2 separate regions of the Mus musculus genome follow, and region 1 is linked to region 2. A link is a contact called in public Hi-C data. All regions are on one chromosome and are shown on one strand. The core of a region is the stretch at or near the end of the contact, and the rest is flanking DNA. Distances in the headings are between cores, read along the strand shown.

What was found. A called contact is a pair of places that touch in the nucleus more often than the background predicts.
Region 1: a contact with region 2 is called in a Hi-C map of CD4 T cells, with 6 times the contacts expected there. The contact joins the promoter of Polr3f here to the promoter of Ndufaf5 in region 2.

The regions. Positions count from the first base shown.
Region 1 is chr2:144,525,721-144,530,034 of GRCm38.p6, reverse strand. It overlaps Polr3f (polymerase (RNA) III (DNA directed) polypeptide F), which reads right to left and starts at 2,290. Exons shown (of 9, transcript NM_029763.3): 1 at 2,110-2,290; 2 at 1,215-1,332. The coding sequence starts at 2,171. It overlaps Dzank1 (double zinc ribbon and ankyrin repeat domains 1), which reads left to right and starts at 2,621. Exons shown (of 21, transcript NM_172859.3): 1 at 2,621-2,755.
Region 2 is chr2:140,168,220-140,172,153 of GRCm38.p6, reverse strand. It overlaps Ndufaf5 (NADH:ubiquinone oxidoreductase complex assembly factor 5), which reads right to left and starts at 1,508. Exons shown (of 11, transcript NM_027093.4): 1 at 1,221-1,508; 2 at 87-127. The coding sequence starts at 1,442. It overlaps Esf1 (ESF1 nucleolar pre-rRNA processing protein homolog), which reads left to right and starts at 1,596. Exons shown (of 14, transcript NM_001081090.1): 1 at 1,596-1,677; 2 at 3,699-3,934. The coding sequence starts at 3,740.

The DNA.
Region 1 (4,314 bases), core at 1,041-3,540, 4.4 Mb before region 2:
GAAGTTTGCCAATTCTGAGCCACGAAGGTAAAGACAAAGGTGTAATAAAAGATTCGACTATCCCTATAATCTCTGCATCTAGAGCCTTGAAGTATAACACAAGGCTAGAAGTTTAAAAAACAAAACAAACAAACAAACAAAAACACAGTAATTCAGAAGAGGCCTAGTGTAAGACTAACTAATAAAACCAAACTAAAGAGTCCTTGGGAAAAAGGCATATAATGGTTTGTGAAAGAAGAGCGACATAGGGGATTTAAAGTATGTGGTAGGACATTTTTCAAATGCTGCAAGAGAGGCATTTGGGCTCTAGGCTCTTGGGCTTCAATGAAACTCTACTGCACTGTCTCTGAAGCTGAGGCTGTGCTTTATCCTAAAGACCCTCAGTGGGACTTCTTCCTGCTCTTGACAAGCTCAGAGTGACCCTGTGATCCCCAATCAATAGGCTATTGATAACTCACAAAAAACTCACAGTGGAAATATTTTATAGGGAATGGCTAGAAGCTAGCAGGAGGAAGTATAACAAGTTGAGAACAGACCACACCCACGTGTCTTTTTGTGTCACTGAAGCTAATAACAATTAGTTATAACAGAATTGCATGCAGTTCCCTCATCTTGTCAAATGGCAGGCAGATGAGTATTTTTTTCTTCCTATTCAGACATTCTGATCCTTTCCTTGGTTTGGAATCAAGCCACAAATTTTGGCCTTACAATTAGTATATTGGCTTACTAGAAAGGAGGCTTATTATGCGATTATTGCTCCGTGTAATTAAGGTGGGGGGAGAATTCTTGTACGTCTCCTGCAAGCTGGAGACTAGAGAAGGCCAGCGGCACAGATCAATGGCACAGACCGGATGCATTAACCTCGGTGATGGGAAGTCAATGGTATAGATGGGATCCGAAAGTCTAAGGACAGAGTGGTGAAGGCAGAAGGCTGGCCCTGGGGCTCAGAGTGGGCTGGGGCAAGTTCCTGTGTCCTCCATGTCTTTGGCTTAGGCTGATACTAAATTGGATGGTGCCCATTCACTGCCTACAGTCAGCACATCAGTTCAAATACCACATTCTAGAACATCCCAGAAACAGCAAACAGGCAGATATCTAGGATCTCAGAGCCCAGCCAAGCTGACACATAAGGTTAGCCATCACAACGATATGACAGGAAGCAATGAAAACCAGAATATACAACAAATTACATGAATTGGTTGACTTCACCTTACCATGGATAACAGTCTATTGATGGCCACTGCCCGCTGCTGGGCTTCAATGTGAGGCATTTCGTTCTGAATTACTTGATCTGTGATTCCATGAGGGAACTGGTGGCATAATTCTATAATTCTAGGAACAACGGTATAAATGGTTTATGTTTGCTTGCTTTTAAAGGCAAATAAGGAAGATACACGATAGTCAAGCTAAAAAGCTCAATGTTGTCAATGGGAATAAGTACAGCAAAGTGACTCCAAGGTCTGTGGGCAGAAAGCAAATAGAATATTCGGGGGTGGGGGTGGGGGGCAGCATAGTGATTCACCATAACTGGAGTCTTGAGAATTATCCCCTCCAAACAAACTGGAGGGATTAATTTGTTTGGAGGTGTAATAAACTTATTATCCACAATAATAATGTTGAGAAAGTCGTCTTTTAAATACATTATAACCTAGAAACACATGTGCACTACGGGAGTTAAGGCACTCACTGAACCTACTTGGCTCAATGGTCCTTTGTAATCACAAACTGAACCCTCATTTGGCCCCAACGTTCTCTTATAGAACTTCCCTTGGCAACCGGGCAATCCTGGATTCGAACACATGTCCAAGAACTACAGGGAAAATGCAGGTCTCTCTTCTGGCCCTGGCTGCTGTCACGTTCCAAGTGCTCTAATAGAATCCCGGAGAACCCAGTTCCACAACGTTTCAAGCTGTCCCGCTGCTCTAGAGCTTCTGAAGAGTTCTACTCTCCCTAATCGGGGCGGGGGGGTCGCCCAGACACCCGGCAACCCCGCTCCCGCGTGCTCGACCAGTCTACCCCAGCCTCTCCCCGCGGGACTGAGAGAGAAGGGGGTCCCGCTACCCAGCTGACTGCTCGCTTAGCGTCGGGAGCCTAGCTTTATTGCAGTACCTGTTTTCTATCTCCACCGGATCCGCGTCCGGCGGCTGCACCTTGACCTTCACCTCCGCCATGAGGGCAGTTTTCGAGACTAGAGGAAAAGTGGCCCCTCGGAGCGCGCTGGAAGTCTCGGGAACCGGTGGAGGCGCGCGCCGGGGACCGAGGCTTGAGAGAGAGGCGAGGGACCTTCTTCATCCGGTCGCGCTGGGCCTTCTTCATCGGATCGGCTTGGGGCGCCCGTGCTGTGCCTGCTCCGCCTTGCTCGGCAGGGTCGCCACAGCGACTCCCTTCCGTTGTCTCAAATTTCAGTGCTTGTCGGACAAGAGCCTCTGGCTCCAGTACGCACCCTTCAGCCTCTTCCAGCCGCCGAGAAGGCATATTCTTGGACACCTACAAGAAAGTGTCGCAGAAGGATCTGGAGGCGGGTACCAGACGGAGGCTGCAGCCAGAGACAAGGGCGGGGCTGGTTGCTAGGATGTCGATTTCCCTGCCAATCATCTGCTCGGCTCCCGATGGGCGGGGCGCGGTTCGCAGCGTCTGTGGAAACGCAAGCTGCAGCGGAGGAGCTGTGGTGAGACCGTGAGAAACCTGACAACGGGTTGGCGGCGGCGGTGCTGCGTCGGGGGTCCTTAATCTCTGTCCTTGAGGCTGGAGAAGGGTGAGGAGAAGGGCATCTCTCACTGGGTTGGGAGGGAATTAGGCATCTCTGACTGCCTCGCGAGGCCGAGGGCATGACGCAGGGTCTGGGTCCTGGTTTGGGCAGCGAGGAGATGGTTCAGGTGCAGGATGTTGGGAGATGCTGGTGGCATGACACTGACACCAGGCTGCGGTGTGGACCTAGCGAATCAGCCATCTCTGTCTCCTTCCTGTGAGGTCCAGTGACCACCCCAGGTTTCCAAGAGCAGCTAATAGCTAACCGTGAGCACTTCAGTCTCGAACCAACGGTGTTTATTTAGAATCTAGTTTTCAGCTATCTTTATTTTAGCTGACTCTCACTCGAAGGGAAATGTGAAGGTAGGCGAATCCCTCTACATCCAGCGTCATTTCTGAAGGGTCAGATACCTGTAGTTTTTATTCTTGGTCCTCAATCTGGAAGAATCCAAAAAGGCATTAAATTCGTCTTTTAATTCTAATTATCTCGCTTTCCAGAACAAGATATGTCAAAACGCAAACATGTTCACAGCAACATGATCAGAATTCCAACTACCATTTAAAAAAAAATGACCTCACCACTGAACAACAAATTGTTACATGAAAAATTGTAAGCCAGGCATGGTGTCTCATTCCTTTAATCCCAGCACTTGGGAGTCAGAAGCAGGTGGATCTCTGTGAGTTGGAGGCCAGCTTGGTCTACAGGTAGAGCTCCATAACAGCTAGGGCTGTTACACGGAGAAACCCTGTCTCGGGGGAGCGGGGGGCGAAATGAGGATGCAAAATGTTGATTATAAAAGTGAGATGAATATGTACATTATAATTGAATAATAATGTAGCCACAATCGTTGAAGCTACAGTGCAAGTTGCAAATACTGGATTAAGAGGACTCCTCCCCACCTCAAAGAAAAGACCCATAAGGTTTCTGCCCTGCTAGTTATTTACAAAATAGCAGAGCTAATAGGAAATGATGGTTGTGGGTTTATATCCATGTCAACTTCCTTTCTATTGAGAGCTGATGCTCTGCAGTCTTTGCAGTATATTTTCCAAAATACAATACACTGCAGTGGTTTGCAAAGGTGAGACTGTGGGGGGTTAGAACCTCTTTTAAGATTTGGCTCTAAGTAATTCATGCTACGTGCAGAGTTACCTGCTCCCCTTATGTAATGAGTTGCCTTGAAGTCAGGAGAGTGAGTGTGTGTGTGTGTGTGCATGTGCGCGCGCACTGGCTGAAGGCAGTGAAGAGTGAATGATCTCGAGGGAACTGAGCTCAGAGCGTTAGAGGTGGATTCTGCTCTGCCTCATCCGTGGACCTGCCCTTTTAAAGCAGCTCCAGCCTCCTAGCGAATTCATCTGTTTGTCTTTATTAGATGTAAAGTGTTTAGGTGAATATCCAACAGCAGACGTCAAGAGCAAGCATACAGCCAACGTGTAATAATTTCATTAATTAAACTGGGCGTTATCTGTAGGTGGCATATTAATTTAATGCTCTTCTGGCTTCAATGCATTTAAAATAAGTAGCACTCTGTTGTTTTCGTGTTTAGGCATAGGTTCATGATGGAAATT
Region 2 (3,934 bases), core at 259-2,758:
CAGAGAGACAGACTGGGAGAGGGGAGCATGGGAGAAAGGAGCAGGGAGAAGGAGAGACTGCATCTCACTGAAATAGCATCTCCTACCTGGCTATGTCATAAACACGGTCTGCAATCCGACTTCCAACCTGGAAAATTTCAAGAGTCAATGGGTTAAATACACCAAGCAGGCTTAACAGAAAAGTAACTTTTTTTCCTAAGATTCAACATATGTTTCAAAACAGAAGTGTTTCCTTCTATCCCATTTGCTATTGTCCCACAGCAACTTCCTTTACAAATACTTTATTTTTTTATTATGGAAATAATAAAATACCCTGAAAACAAACGGAAGCAAATTACTTTAGAAGCAAATTTAATGAAATCAAAATTAACGATCTCCTTGGTGTGGCAGTTTATGTCTATAGTCCTTCGATTCAGGAGTAAGCAGGATTACCACAAGTCTGAGGCCAGTCTGGAATACACGGTGACTATGAGTTCCAAACCAGGATATATTAAAAAGACCCTTGTCTCGGAAACTCAAACCCAACATCAACATCGGGAGGCTGAGGCAGGTGGATTTCTATGAATTCGAGGTCAGGCTGGTATATATTACATAATAAATTAAGACAGCCAATGCTTGCAAATTAGTAAACACCAAGTCTGGAAAAGTATAGACGACCATCTCCTAAACACAACATAAAAGAAATCGTATGGTAAGTACCACCCTTCCCCGGACTGGCGTCATCCGGGATGCAGTCAACTATCCACACCTTGTACTCAGTCTCTTACAAGCTTTTCTTGAACAGAATGGAAGGACTTATTGAAGGCCTCTACACGTCCTTTTGGCCTTAGGAGTTTTGCACTTTTCCTTTTCCTAGGAGACTCGTCCCATCTCTCATCTCGGCTCAACTAATCTCTCACTTTTCGCCATAACAGCCATTCTTGACCACCGCAGTCACCAATACCGCTATCTCACTTTTTCTTCACCTTCCTTTTGCTGCAATTACATTCCCTGTCTATGTGTCTCCTACTCACTCCTAAATGATCTTGCTTTTCCCTGGAACTCAAGCAGTGTTTGCAAAGCGAATGAATGATTGCCCCGCATGCTATCGGAGCCTCTCGTGCTTCCCGGAAAATCAGAAAGGCTCTAGAGAGTGAAGCTTCTCAAGGTCACACAGTCGGGTGGGTGGGTCCGCCCTACCCGGCTCCACGCCTCCCTCCGTCGCAGCCCCACAGTCTCACCTCCTCCTTCAGGTAGTCAAATTTCATGGGGTCGGGCTGCCGGGCGGCCCAATTCTTCTGCTTCCTCTTCAATTCCCTGTCGAAGATGTTTAGGGCTCTGGGCGAGGTGCTGCCCGAAGGAGGGACACCAGAAGCGACCTCCCTGCGACTGCCGCTCGATGCAGAGACCGCTGGCCGGCCAAGCAGTGGGCAGAGGCGCAAAAGAACGACCTTTCGCAGCATCTTCAGCCCGGGCGCCACAGCAGGGCATGGTTTCTATTAGGCGCATGCGCCAACGGGACTACGACTAGCGCAGTTCCAAGGCGGAAGGTTGAAGTAGTTTGGCCCAGCTCGCGTGCCGTTAAGACGGAGCGTCTCGCGGAGGATTGTGGGAGTGCGCTCCATGTGAACTCAGACTGGGATCTGAGAAGAGTGGTGGGAAACTGTGCGGTCGCCCGTCGGGCTCTCCTTGGGATTTGTGAGTAGCCCCTATAGTCCGGTCCCTTTCTGGCCTCATTGTTCTCTTCAGAGCTGCTTCTCGAGAGAGACAGAGAACGCAGCCGAGTAACTTGCCCCGAAAGTTTGTGAGGTGGGAAGATGGTTCGGGACGAGCTGACCTGGAGCTCCCAGGCCAGAGGGTGGGTGGACTTGAGGGAGACCGGGAAGCGTTTCAAGTGCTGTCCAGTTGCTTTCGCTCCTCTGAACATCCCATGTTCGCCGTGGGCTTCCATTTCCAACATTCACACGCACTGCAGTTGGTTGAGGTGGTAGCTGTGTCGTACAGCTGTTCCAGGTGTTGTAGTATCTCTCTCTCTCTCTCTCTCTCTATTAGAATGTAAAGGGTTCTGAAGTAAAGCAACACTGTAATTCCAGTATTGAGGCCGAGAGACAGAAGTGATTGCAGTTCAAGGCTAGGCTAGCCTGTTGTGATGGCGTACAGTCTGTCGCAGGAGTGAGGGGCGTAAATACTGTCTTGTTTGGTCAGTCAGCTTTTATTCATACAGAAACTTCTGACTTTTTTGCAAAGTTGAAATCTGGAGAAATCCAACCACCAGGGACGCTTTACAAAGGAACATTAGGCATACAAACTTCTGTGAGCGTTTTTGTGTGTTTATAGCCTATCTAGGCCTTAGTCACTTTGAGAATAAAATGTTATAAAAAAGCGACATTTGGGACTGGATAGATTGCTCAGTGGTTAAGTGCACTGGCTGCTGGTCTTCAGTGGACCTAGGTTAAATTTCCAGCATCCACTTGATGGCTGACTATTGTCCAGTCAGTAAAACCAGTTCCAGGGGCTCAGAAGACCTCTTCAGGCGTCCATGGGCAGGAGGCACAGAAGTGATATGCAGACACACATGAATACTTAACACCCATACACATGGAAAAATTTATTAAGAAGAACGTGACAATTGTTAACTGTAGTTTGAGACTAATTTGGGTCTTGATAGAAACTAGGATTTATAGAAATAACACTAAGGTAAATCTGATTTGATTTTTTTTTAAATGCCCCTCATTAGTTAAGAGACAGCTTTGTAAAACCAAAAGCTTATGCAATTATGAAGTAAACATTAACAAAGAGAATGAAACAAGACTATGAAAACCCAATTAGACCAGCTGAGATTTCAGAATCTTTTGTTTTTGTCTTCCTGTGTCTGTTGCATCTGTAGATGATTACATCAGCCCACATACCCATGCACGTGTGTGCTCATATGTTTGGAAGGGTGCTTGTATATGGAGCCAGAGGTGATGGCTAGTGTCTTCCTCAATTGCTCTCCACTTTTTTTTTTTTTTTTAAGCAGAACCTCTCATTGGAACCTGAAGCTCCTCAAGTAAGCTAAGTTGGATGATTAGGGAGTGAGTCCTCTTGTCTCTGGGATTACAGGCATTCAGGGTTTGTTTGTTTGTTTGTTTGTTTGTTTTATGTGTGTGTGTTCTGGAGTATCAAATCCATGTTGTATTTGTATTACAAGCGCTTCGCTGATTCAGCCTTCTCCCCAGCATCTGTCTTTGGTTTCTTGAAACAATCTCACTAGGTAACCCAGACTGACCACCAATTCCCTATGAAACTATCTAAGATCTGGCCTCATAATAAGCATGATTCTGCCTTCAGAATCTTGGTTTTACGTGTGTGGCTCTATGCACCAAGAATAATCTTTTAATTGATGGCAAGTACAAGCTAGAACTATAAAAATTCTGAGGGCAGTCAGCTACTAAACATTGCCCTCCTCAAAACCCTAGGTTTATAAAACCTTGGTTTACAAGTTTATTTCAAGTGATCTGTAAGGGAAGGATTATATTTTGCTATGCCTTTATTTTTTATGTTTGACCCAGAATAGTTTGGGTAGGTGAAATTAAATTTAAGTTGTCTTAATGTTGTGTATTTAGAGAGAGAGTGAGAATGAGAATGCATACATACACAATGAACAAATGTGGTTTTAAAAAATATTTTAATTATTAACCATTCATCATTGTAATATTTATCTATTTATTTATTTTTAGTATTTGGTTTCTCTGGATATTTCTTCATTAAGACTTTAAAAATGTCATCCAAACAAGAAATAATGGATGACCAGCGGTTCAGGCGGGTTTCAAAGGATCCCAGATTTTGGGAAATGCCAGAAAAGGAACGAAAAGTCAAAATTGACAAGAGGTTTCGAGCCATGTTCCATGATAAAAAGTTTAAATTGAACTATGCTGTTGATAAAAGAGGTCGTCCTATCAGTCACAGCACTACA